2 separate regions of the Rattus norvegicus genome follow, and region 2 is linked to region 1. A link is a contact called in public Hi-C data. All regions are on one chromosome and are shown on one strand. Each heading gives the region's core, a stretch centred on a gene start, on an enhancer-like site or on the middle of the called end of the contact. The rest is flanking DNA. Distances are from core to core; before and after follow the strand shown.

Evidence for each region. Hi-C and Micro-C count contacts between places; a contact is called where the count stands out from the background.
Region 2: a contact with region 1 is called in a Hi-C map of liver, with 1.7 times the contacts expected there. The contact joins the promoter of Mboat1 here to the enhancer-like site in region 1. A contact is called at or near these places in 4 of 12 Hi-C or Micro-C datasets (Schwann cells, kidney, liver and 1 more).

Annotation. Positions count from the first base shown.
Region 1 is chr17:34,598,686-34,604,466 of GRCr8, reverse strand. The region is part of intron 1 of Mboat1 (membrane bound O-acyltransferase domain containing 1); the gene reads left to right. Among named protein-coding and RNA genes, the nearest start is that of Mboat1, 52 kb to the left of the region's middle. Within about 2 kb of position 3,161, at least 13 of the 93 cell types and tissues checked have an H3K27ac peak or open chromatin away from gene starts, as enhancers often do. A contact at or near this core is called in Schwann cells and liver, where this site is marked.
Region 2 is chr17:34,650,667-34,656,447 of GRCr8, reverse strand. Mboat1 (membrane bound O-acyltransferase domain containing 1) reads left to right here and starts at 2,750. Exons shown (of 13, transcript NM_001109120.1): 1 at 2,750-3,030. The coding sequence starts at 2,935.

The sequences.
Region 1 (5,781 bases), core at 1,912-4,411:
TATTTTCTTTTTTAATATTCCTTGATTCTAGTGGTCAATTGAGAGCCTTTTTCTCAGGGCGGTCTGTAAGTTTACAGTTAAATTGTACAGACTCTGCATCCCAGGCTGTGGACTGCCACAAGAAGGCTTGCTGGGTGTGAGTTAGTATTGGGACCTGTAATGTCTTCCAAATGCCCATGTATTAGATTAAGGTATGAGGCCTACTTGGGGGAAGCTAAGTTGCTGGGTGTGCCCTTGGAGGAGATGTTGAGACTCCTACCCCTTTCTGACTGTATCCTGGACCTCATGAGGTGAGCAGGCCTTGTACCACATGCCCGTGCCACCATGTTCCGTGCCATCTTGTGCCTGAAGCATCAAAGCTCACTGACCATGGACTGAACGTGTGAGCCGAAGTAAACCTTTCTTCTTTTTAAATGCTTTCTCCCAGCTATGTGTTACAGCCGCAGGAAACTGATGTCACATAGGACCCTGGCGTCCGAGACTCAGCAGCTCTGTCACCCAGAATTCTGTCACCCAGAATGCTTACGAGGCTCAAGTCTCTTCATCCGGGAAATGAGGCATCACAATAGAGTGAGAGTGTTAAGTGTGCTCATTGGTGGACTCAGGAACCAGACTCTGAGTGGCTTCTCTTTAAGACAAGGCTTTTCTTTTTTTTTTTTTTTTGGTTCTTTTTTTCGGAGCTGGGGACCAAACCCAGGGCCTTGCGCTTCCTAGGTAAGCGCTCTACCACTGAGCTAAATCCCCAGCCCCCAAGACAAGGCTTTTCATAACCCAGGTGACCTCAGACTTGCTGTGTACCCGAGGATAGCGTTATACTCAGGGCTCTCGCAGGCACTGTATCCAGTGAGCTACACTCTCAGCCTTAGACTCCCTGGATTCAGTCCAGTATTGCTACTGACTTTCTGGTGTGTGAACTTTTCATGAATTTCTTAAATACTTCAAATATCCTCAGAGTTGTGAAGATGAAAGACTTATTTAGACAGGAAAGAGGACGGAGCCAAGCTATGGCCATGTGCCTGGTGCCATAAATGCTTGCCGCACTGTCATTATTACTGGGTATCATTGGCTCCTTGTACTGGCTCACAGTGCAGGGAATTCTGTTTTCAGAGGAGCTGGATGACAGTGTGTTTGAAAACAGGGTTCTTTAGATCTTACAGGTCCTGAATTCTACTCATTCTTCTTAATCTACTAAGCCAAGGGATATAAATATAGGACTTCTGGGTAGGCTATCCTCGTCCTGAGTAAGGAGACAGGATGACCATTTGGGACCATTGTATCAGTTTTTAAAGGGTTTTCATTCTGGGTTGTAACTAATACAATATTTTCAGGACACTGCAAGCCCTAAGTCTTCCTGTGCAATTTCAACTATAACCAAGTGTGTGTAGGTTGTTTCTCTGAGAATTAGGAGGGATAGTCTCTTCTTACTCAGAACTGCTGAAGGAGACTTGAGATCTGAGAATATACACCCTGGGGACTTGGAGAGTTCCACTCAAAAACCAGTCACTGGCAAGGACTTTTAGCTCTGGTAGTATTACTTCCAGTTCTCCCTGGACAGCACTGGTGTCTTGACAGGTGACGAGGAGCCTCGGTTTAACTCAGAGTGCTACCAGATAGCCGTGTTTTCCTTTCCCGGGCAGTGGCTGACAGTCTTTGAGATGATTAGATAGTGCAGGTGAGTCACTTTGAGTGGCAACTGACATTGTTGAGCCCCTGATCTATAACATGCTCCAATAAATGCTGATTGTTAGGTTGGGGAGATGGCTCAGTAGATAGACTGCTTGCTACATCAGCATGGAGAGAGCCGGGCTCTGTCTTCAGGAAGCCATTTAAGACGTGTGAGTTGTGCCCGCTATGGTCTCAGTGCTGGAGGACTGAGACAGGTAAATCCCTGGGACTGCTGGCTAGCTGCTTAGGCAAATTGGTGAGTTCCAGGTTCAATGAGAGACTCTCGTTCTGGAAAGATAGGGTGGGTCGTGACAGAGGAAGACACTAGATGGATACCAGTGCTCATACACATACACGAATACACGCATCTTTAAAAAGGCTTGCCAATGCTTTCTTTTAAAACAGGGGCCAAAGGACAGTGAACGTTTCCAAAATGAACAAACCTAGAATGAACTATCAAATTTTCGACAGGGATAGTAGCATCCAAGCAGGGCCGGCCGCTGGGTGGCCCCGTTGGTGGTCATTTTTGTTGTATCCTCTAGATAGCTGGCTCCAGGTTACGATGGGACCCATAGCATCCCCTGAAGCCGTGGCTTTGGGCTCTGCCTACGTTCTGCCTTCTGAGGTAAGAACAGAGATGTGAACTCACAGGTTTGAGAAGAGGCTTTTACTGGGCAGTGTTACAGGTTAGATTCCCATGCTGAAGTGGTAACCCCTGTGTCTGAGAATGTGGCCATGTTTGGAGATGGTTTTTGAAGAGACGGTGATGAGGTCGGGCCATATGAAATCTAATGTAGCTGCTGTCCTTATATGGAAAATCAATTCCGATAGACAGAAGATTATGTGAGGACACAGAGCAATGGCCTATAGACATCACTATAGGTAGCCAGCAGAGTTGCTCGAGAGGTATGCTTGGCAGAGGATGCTGGGACTGAGATGGTCGGCGAGAGGCATGCGACCTCTGTGGACGTTGCTGTGACTTTAGCCGTTGCACTTCACAGTGTTGCTCACTGTCTCCCCGTGTCTCGGGACGCAGGCCAGTGCATATAGCTCTCAGGATCCTTAGCCTGGTAGTCAGAATCATTGTCCTCCGCTTGTCGTAAGCACTCAATAAAAGACATTTATGTTCAGGATGAGAGGAGATATCAATTGAGAGTTTGCTGGGTTGTAAAATCATGCACATTGATTATCCATCTTTAATAACATTTGCTTGTCCTCGGGCAGTGGAGAAAAATGGGCTCTTTGGAGATTTAAAACCATGGCTCGCTGACATTCTGAGGCGCTGGGAATAAGGCTCTCTTTGAAAGTGAAAGTGGAAAGAAGCTAAAGGGTGTGGGACAGACACTTTTTGTTCTGTGGAACAGAAGGGAATCACAGTTTGGGTTCCCTTCTGCTTTTTTCCCCCTCCTTTGGGAGACGGGGGTGCAGTGTAAGGCGAGAGAGCACTGTTTGTGGTGGAAAATGACTTTCCCTTGAGTCAGGGCCCGTCCAATCACGCTGGTTCCTTCTGGTGCACACAAAGCAGTGCTGCTGCTGTCCCAGGTCTGCCCTCTCACCTGCCCCGCCGTGGTGCACCAACAAAGGAGGAGGGGGAAGTGTTTCGGACTGTTGATATTTGCTGTTAAAATTAGCGTGCTAGCCTCTCTTCAATTAGGAGGACGGTAATATTTTTTAGGTCCTGACACAGTTTGCTTTCAGTTGGAAGCCATGAAGACCATGAGACAGAAATCCCCAAATAACAGCTTTCTGGCAGAGTTTGAGAATAGCAGGGGAGGGGGCGGTATTTATGAGCCACGTTTGAACATCGCAGCTCAGCGCACCCTGGGCTGGTGGAATAACACACGGTGACTCGGAAATCTTGCAAAGGCTGTAGAAACTGAGCGTGCGCTGGATCTGAGTTGTGCCAGCCCAGCTAGTGTTTGGGAATCTGATCAACCAAACAGCTGGTCTCTACATTGCCTTTGTACAGTGGGGTCCACACAACACCACAATTGTGGGAACATTGTCGTTAGAACTCAAGAATGAAACTGCAGCCCCCGGCATGCCTCTGGAGGCCACAGCAGTCATGCCTCTGTGGGCTGCAGCAGTGGAAAAGAAAATATCCTGCCAGTGTTCTTTGTAATTGCGAAGGATTTAATAAAGAATATCACAATGTGTGCAGGCACATAGTTTTTATCCATGCTTCCTCTAAGAGGTGGGGTTTAATTTTGGGGGGATTTGGTGTATATTGTATCCTTTTCACAAAGACAAACTTTTTGAATGAAAAATTTAAAAACAAAACAAAACAAAAAACACACAAAAAAACCTTTCTCCTTTCCAGTCCCCTTTCTGGAAACTGCCTTGACTTTTAGGTTTGTCTCTGCCTCGGATTTGTAAAACTCATCTGGGAGCTGAAAACCCAGATTGGATTCAGGGCTGTGTTGCCTCTTGGTGCAGAAGGAGCTTGGCCTACCATGTGAATGTTGAGTGGGAGAGAGACTGGGGACCGGGCTGGCAGGAAGAAGCTGGGGAGGTCCCTTTGAAACAGCCTCAGTAGTTGGTGAATTCATCCTGTCCTCCCCTCATGCACGTGCTAATTTTGGTAGTGTAGACTAATAGAGACCTCACGCACTGCTTCAAGTGGCCGTGGATGTTAGCTTTAGTCCAAAGATGACTTTAGGTGATAGTGAAATACCAAGGATGGCAGGCAGGAAGGACAGCGTGCGGTTCTTGCTACAACTGGAGATGGATCTAGAAGATGCGGGAACCCAGTGAAGTTTGGGCAAGCCCAGAACTTTCGTTAGTTCAGACAGTACTTTACAGCCACTTTCCAGCTTTATCCTTTTTGTTTCGTTTTCTTTCGGTTTGGTTTTGAGATAATAGGGTCTCTCTATGTAGCTTGGCTGGTTCTGAAACATACCATACTAGATTCAAGATTGTGCTACTAATCCTCCTGCCTCAGCCTCCCAGATGCTGGAAAGGTACACACACACACACACACACACACACACACACACACACACACCATTATACCTGGCTGGTTTGTGTCATTGGTTATTTAGCCCTTTGAAAGCTTTCTTTTTCATTCATAGCAGTGTTTCAAAGTGGATTATGATGGGGTAAAGGAGCACACAAACACATTATGTTACTCACATAAACATGTTACTGGATCCCACATACAAAGTGCCCTGACTCAGTAGGTCTGGGACACCAGAGAAGGTACATTTTTAACTGGATTCCAGGCACTTCGGTTGCTACTGTCCTGAGGACTGCTCCAAAGAATACTGCTGTATACCCTGAATCATTTCTCATCTACAAGTGCTCCACATTTCCTGGCCAAACAGAAGGAATGGAACAAATTGTAGGCTGGTTTCTGGGCCAAGAGTCAGTCAGTCAGTCAGTCAGTCAGTCAGTCAGTCAGTCAGTCAGTCTGTCTGTCTCTCTCTCTCTCTCTCTCTCTCTCTCTCTCTCTCTCTCACACACACACACACACACACACCCCTTTTCATTTGTTTAGACAGGATCTTATGTTCCCTGTGGCTGGCCTTGAACTAGCAATCCTCCTGCCTCAGCTCCCCTCTGCTAGAGTTATAAGAGTGCTCTCCCACTCCAGATTCTCACTATGGTGTGCCAGTTGTTGGTTGTTCATTTAGCCTGGATTAGAAGAGGGTCAAAGCTTGCAGAGTAGGCTTTTAGGTCCTTTTCTCTGGGTCTTTTAAGTGAAGGAGGAGTCCAGTGGGAACAGGTGTATTTGAGTGTCTGGTGAAATTGAATATTTTAAACAGAGAGGAAACAATACAGTCGTCATCAAAGCCATCAAAAACTTTCTGAAAGTTCCATTTTCTGTAAGGGGATTGTCTAAAGTGTTGTTGCTTTTACTAAAGAAAACGAAGTGAACTCAAGTGGAGCTGATGCCCTTCCTTCCTCTCCCTCTCCCCCTCCCTCTCCCCCTCCTCACCTCCTCCCTCTCCCCCTCCCTCTCCCCTTTCTCTCCCCTTCCTCTCCCCATCCCTGTCCCCTCCCTGTCCCCTCCCTCTCTCCTCCCTCTCCCCTCCCTGTCCCCCCTCCCTGTCCCCCCTCCCTCTCCCCTCCCTGTCCCCCCTCCCTCTCCCCTCCCTGTCCCCCCTCCCTGTCCCC
Region 2 (5,781 bases), core at 1,501-4,000, 52 kb before region 1:
TTGCTGTTTCTCTATTTTCACATTTTACTCACATATTAGGTGGAGAAAGGAGCGATCAGCAATGAACTTGCACATTTCTGCTGTCCTTCAGAAAACACCAGTGTTTCTGTCGTCTTCATCGTACGTCTGGATGGGCATAAGGTGCTTCTTGGGCTTTCCTGGGCCAAAGGCAGGAAGCAGTATGGAACTGTCCAAGGAGGGCTCATGTTTCAAGGCTTGCTCCGGGGTGCTAAGAGACACCTCCCCCACCATGATGATGGACCACTGGTGGGGGCCACTGTAACTCCCTACATGGAGCAGAGACGTTATAGTTCTGAAGCTGGTACACGGAGGCTGGAGGCACAGGGGGGCTGGAGGGCACCGAGGCTAGAGGGACACAGAGATTGGAGGGACACTGGAGGTGGAGGCAAGTGGGAGGTATGAGGTCAGAGGGTCATCACACAGGGTCATTCTTCTTGTGTCCATGTCCCAGTATTCTGCTCACATCTCTCCAGAGGACAAAGCACTTGTTTCCTCCATAGCCGTTCACTGGCTGTATGTACAGTACAGTAGAGACCTGTAAGCTCACAGGCACATGGCAACAACTCCAGTTCTTCATCATCATCATCATCATCATCATCATCATATCATCATCAATGTCATCATCATCATCATATCATCATCATCATCATCATCATATCATCATCAATGTCATCATCATCAATGTCATCATCATCATCATATCATCATCATCAATGTCATCATCATCATCATATCATCATCATCATCATCATCATATCATCATCATATCATCATCATCAATGTCATCATCATCATCATATCATCATCATATCATCATCATCAATGTCATCATCATCATATCATCATCATCATCATCATATCATCATCATATCATCATCATCAATGTCATCATCATCATCATATCATCATCATCAATGTCATCATCATCATATCATCATCATCATCATCAATGTCATCATCATCATATCATCATCATCAGTGTCATCATCATCATATCATCATCATCATCATCAATGTCATCATCATCATCATATCATCATCATCATCATCAATGTCATCATCATCATCATATCATCATCATCAATGTCATCATCATCATCATCATATCATCATCATCATCATCATCATCATCATCATCATCATCTTGTAAAGATGCTGAGAAATAGCTTCAGCCTCAGTGTCTCTCCTCTGAGGAAGACTTCATGTTCAGTTACTTCCCACTCCTACAGAAAGGCTCTGATTTCCAGTCGCTCCATGGTCCAAGCAAAGGCTGCAGGGGCTGGCAAGATGTCTCAGTGGTTAAGGCCATTAAGAATGTTTCCGACTCCTCTGGAGGACTGGACTTCAGTTGCCAGCACTCATGATGAACTGCCCACTACTGCCTGTAACTCCATCTCTGACTGTCTTCTTCAGCTTCCACAGGCTGGAGCAGACACACAGACACAGACACAGACACAGACACAGACACAGACACAGACACAGACACAGACACACACACACAGACACAGACACAGACACACACACACACACACACACACACACACACACACACACACACACACAGAGGGATCTCTCAGTTTCTGACTTCCTTTCTCTCCAGTATGTAGGTTCCTGGGTGTTTCTCAAACTTCCATTATGAGCAGCTACTCTAACACTAGGCTAGATGTAGCAGAAACCTGTGGGGTGCTGGAAGGGTCTCTCTGATGTTTTAAAATATCTATCAGTGAGTTGAAAAGGATTTCTCAAGAAATAGCGATACAGAGCTGTTTCAGCAAGTGGAAGATCTGTCAGCGCGTGCGTAGTAAACAGAGCTTACTGGAGAGAAAATCCAGAGTGAAATGAGACAAGTCACAGAAGCTAGCTGTCTGCAGTGTCTGCTTGCAGGAAGCAGGGGCAGTGGATTAGAGTGATGGAAACTGTGGCTTAACCAGAGAAGGTAAAGAAAGGACCCTTGGGTGCCGTAGAGATGGCTCAGGACCTAAGAGCAATTGCTTTTGCTGCAGAGGACCTGAGTTCAATTTCCAGCACCCACATGGTGGCTCACAATTACCTGCAACTCCATGGTCTCCTCCAGTCTCCAGAGGCAACCACTCACAAATACACACACATATATGTAAAGTAAAATAAACGAGGAGAGAGAGAGAGAGAGAGAGAGAGAGAGAGAGAGAGAGAGAGAGAGAGAGAGAGAGAGAGAGAGAACGAGCCAGACAGGAGGACCAGGAATTCAGAACACAACCAACCAAACAAACAACAACACGGGAGAAAAATAGATAGGGAAGGAGGGATGGAGGGAAGGAGGTAGCAGGAGGAGGAGAGGGGAGAAGGAGCAGAAGGAGAAGAATAATTTAGAGTGGAGCTTTATGGTTGGTGCACACCTGTAATTCCAGTATTTGGAAGTTCAGGGACAGTCTGGGCTACAGGAGATCCTGCCTCTAAATTGCAAATAAATAAATCTTTAAAATGTGAACAGAATGGCGGTGTTGGCTAGCTCGAAGGTCTCTTCTGGCTTCCGGAGTAGCAGCAGGAGCCAGGCCTGAAAAAAAGTGCACAGGACACCCCAGCTGCTTGGGAGGAGGGTGAGATGGCACCCAAGGAACCCGGATCGGGCCGCTGACTGCCGCGGTGAAGGCCGGAGAGCTGGGGAACAGGCAGGGCGTCTCCTGGCTGCCCGGGGCCGGGCTCCTGGGGATCCGCGCCCCTCTCCGTCTGGCTCCTCCTCCGGGGCGTCCCCGACTGCTGGCCAATGGGCGGCAGGCGCCGTGGAGCGGGAAGCAGAACGCAGGGGCCCTGCCCTCCCAGGCGCAGGGTCCCGCAGCGCCAGGTCCGCGCCCTGGAGTCGGAGCCAGGTTCCCGCGAGCCCTCGAGGTGGCCAACGTGCAGCTCCGGGGCGACAGAGCACGCTGAAGATGCAGGATGGCAGCGCGGTCGCCCGCCAGCCTCTCCTATCGCACCACGGGCTCCACCTGCCTGCACCCGCTCAGCCAGCTCCTTGGCATCCCGCTAGATCAGGTAACAGCGTCCCACCGGCCATGCAGACCGGATTGCGACCAGGTCTTCGCTCACAGCCTAGTTTACGGCCTTGAACCCTACACGTGCGAGAGCTTTTTCTTTCTCTTTTTTTCTGAGTCGGTTGCTTTTTGTGTGTGAAAACTATCGGTCCACCTATGTTAGCAAGTTGGACTGAACTTAAGTTTTGGTCTGTGATCGAATTCTTTAGAGGCGTGATTTATGAATCCAGCATCTCCCCACCAGTATAGTTAAGTCTTTGTGAGTTTTAAATTTAGGCGATCCTACTTTAAGACTAAGTCTGATCAAGCTGGGTGTGGTAGATCACGCCTTTAATCCTAGTTCTTCAGAGCCCAGGGCAGAAAAATTGCTGCGAATTCCTGTCTTCTCTGTCTAGGGTGCAGAGTGAGAAGCCTCAATCCTCAAACAAAACCAAACAAAAAGTAAAAAGCCTGACTAACCAGATGTGTAGGTATACAGTAAGGGATATGGTGATGACGTTTTTGTTTTGTTTGTTGAAACAGCATCTGGCCCTGTAGCCCAGACCGCCTTGGCACTCACTGAAGTTCAGGCTGACATAGAAGTCTCTATTTTGTCTAGGCTGGGCTAGAACTTGTGGCCATCCTCTTGCTACAGTGTTGAGATGCTTTTCTGAGGGTCTTTATTACTCAGTTCTCATTCATCCCTGTTGTGAGAAGCTGTTGTGTAGGGCAGGTCCTGGGAGGAGAGGGGATACGGGGGACTGCTCAGGAATCCCCTGCTACATTACAGGTAAAACTGGCAACGGTAACCTGGAAAGGAATCTTGCCAAAGACAGCTGGGGTGTAGTTCGGTGGTTAGAGTCCTGGAGGGTCTGGTCTGGCTGTTGGCCTCAGTACTAGGGAAAGAAAAATCTTCCTGAGGTGTGTGTAGTCTTGCATTATTTCCTTTGTGCCCTCAGGCTATCTATGTCCCCTGTGTAGGATGCTTAATGGTTTAAATGGAATCAGGCAGGACAGGTTGCAGTAAGACCCTGCTCTTTTTACTAATCTGTTTCCACTGAATTTCCCCAGTCGAGCTTCATTTGCTGGTATTGAGGCGCTTGTATTTCCAGCACTAGGGAAATGGACAGGAAGATTGCTTCAAGCCAGAGAGCTGCCTAGGCCCTGTGGAGAGTACCAAGCCAGTGTGGGCTACATAGTAAAACCCTGGCTCAAAGATGCAAAACAAAACAAAATCTCCTGTTCTTAGAGCTGTTTCCATCTTTCCTTCTGTCCATGTGTCCTCCCTCCCTCCCTCCCTCCCTCCCTCCCTCCCTCCCTCCCTCCCTCCCTCCCTCCCTCCCTCCCTTCCTTCCTTCCTTCCTTCCTTTTCATACTAGAGTTACCTGTACCTGCAGCCTCTTCTGTTTGCATTCTTTGACAATGAGGAAGTTGGACTTGGCTGTTTGCATTATTCACAGGATCGCCCTCATCCTAACTCTTAGGTTCTCATTACTGCCTTCTCATCAGTTGCCAAACCTGGAGAATCAGGAACTTGGTAGAAGTATCAGATATTAAGTCAATTACTCTTCACTTTGTCCCAGGGACCCTGGCAGGGGCAGGCACAAGAGCTAATTCCTTCATTCAGCAACTAAATGTATTTGTTGCTGAATTTCCATAGGATGAGTTCATTTTGCATTGACCTCTCTAATTTCTAGTAGAACCTATAGTAATTGAATTTGCTTTTGCATGATAATCTATCTTGCAATAATAGAAAATTTTACAATCTATTTTACAGGGTAGGCTCCCTCCCCCCCAGAAAGAAATAGATTGGTGAAGGGCAGATTGAGCAGGGGGTGCTGGTGTGTTATTAAGCCTCTGGCTGGATTCACCTCTGTCCCCAAACTCCAGAGTTTTTGTAAAAGTTACCCTGGTTTTTAGAAGAGACTTACTACTTTAAAGTGTGTGTGTGTGTGTGTGTGTGTGTGTGTGTGTGTGTGTGTGTTCATGTGTGGGTATATGTATATGAGTGCATGTGCCCACCAAGGTCAGAATAGAGTCTTGGACCCCCTGAAGCTGGAGTGCAAGCGTGTGTGAGCGCCGGATGTGGGTGCTGGGACCTGAACTGGGTGCTCTGAAGGAGCTGCCTTTGCTCTTAACCTCCGAGCCATCGATCTAGCCCCCAAAGTAGCCGTGGTTTTAACTTATGAAAAGGAAGAACAGAGTACTCCAGACATGAGGGGTCTTAGTTCAGTCCATAAATGAATTCGGATTATCATGGGATGGATGGAAAATCATAAGGAACACCTGGTGTCTCTGAGATCCTGGGTCAACCTTTCCAGCTGGGTCAGGCTGAGCAACTTGGTAGAAGTGTTAATCACATGACACCCCAAATCCCTTGTTATTAACCTGGGGGAAATCCCAAGCCATAAATAGTATGATTTGGGGGCAAACTGTGGCAGTAGGCTTGTCTTTGAAGCCTTTTCTCAGTGTCTTAAGATTTCATGTTCCTAATGGGAACAGGGGCTGTCCCAAAAGCTGTTGCCTGTACATGGGCTATGTTCCTCCAGCTGGGCTGCCTTGTCTGGCCTCACAGAGACTTGAAGTGCCAGGGGCGGGGGAGACCCAGGGAGAACCCCACTCAGAGGAGAAGAGGAGGGGGAGAGAGGAAGGATTGTGGGAGGGGTGACTGGGAGGGGGGCAGTGAGCAGGATGTAAAGAGAATAAGTAAAAAAAATAAATTAAAAGAGGACTTCATGTTCCTGTTTGTAACTTCTAGGAAATTGCATTTCTG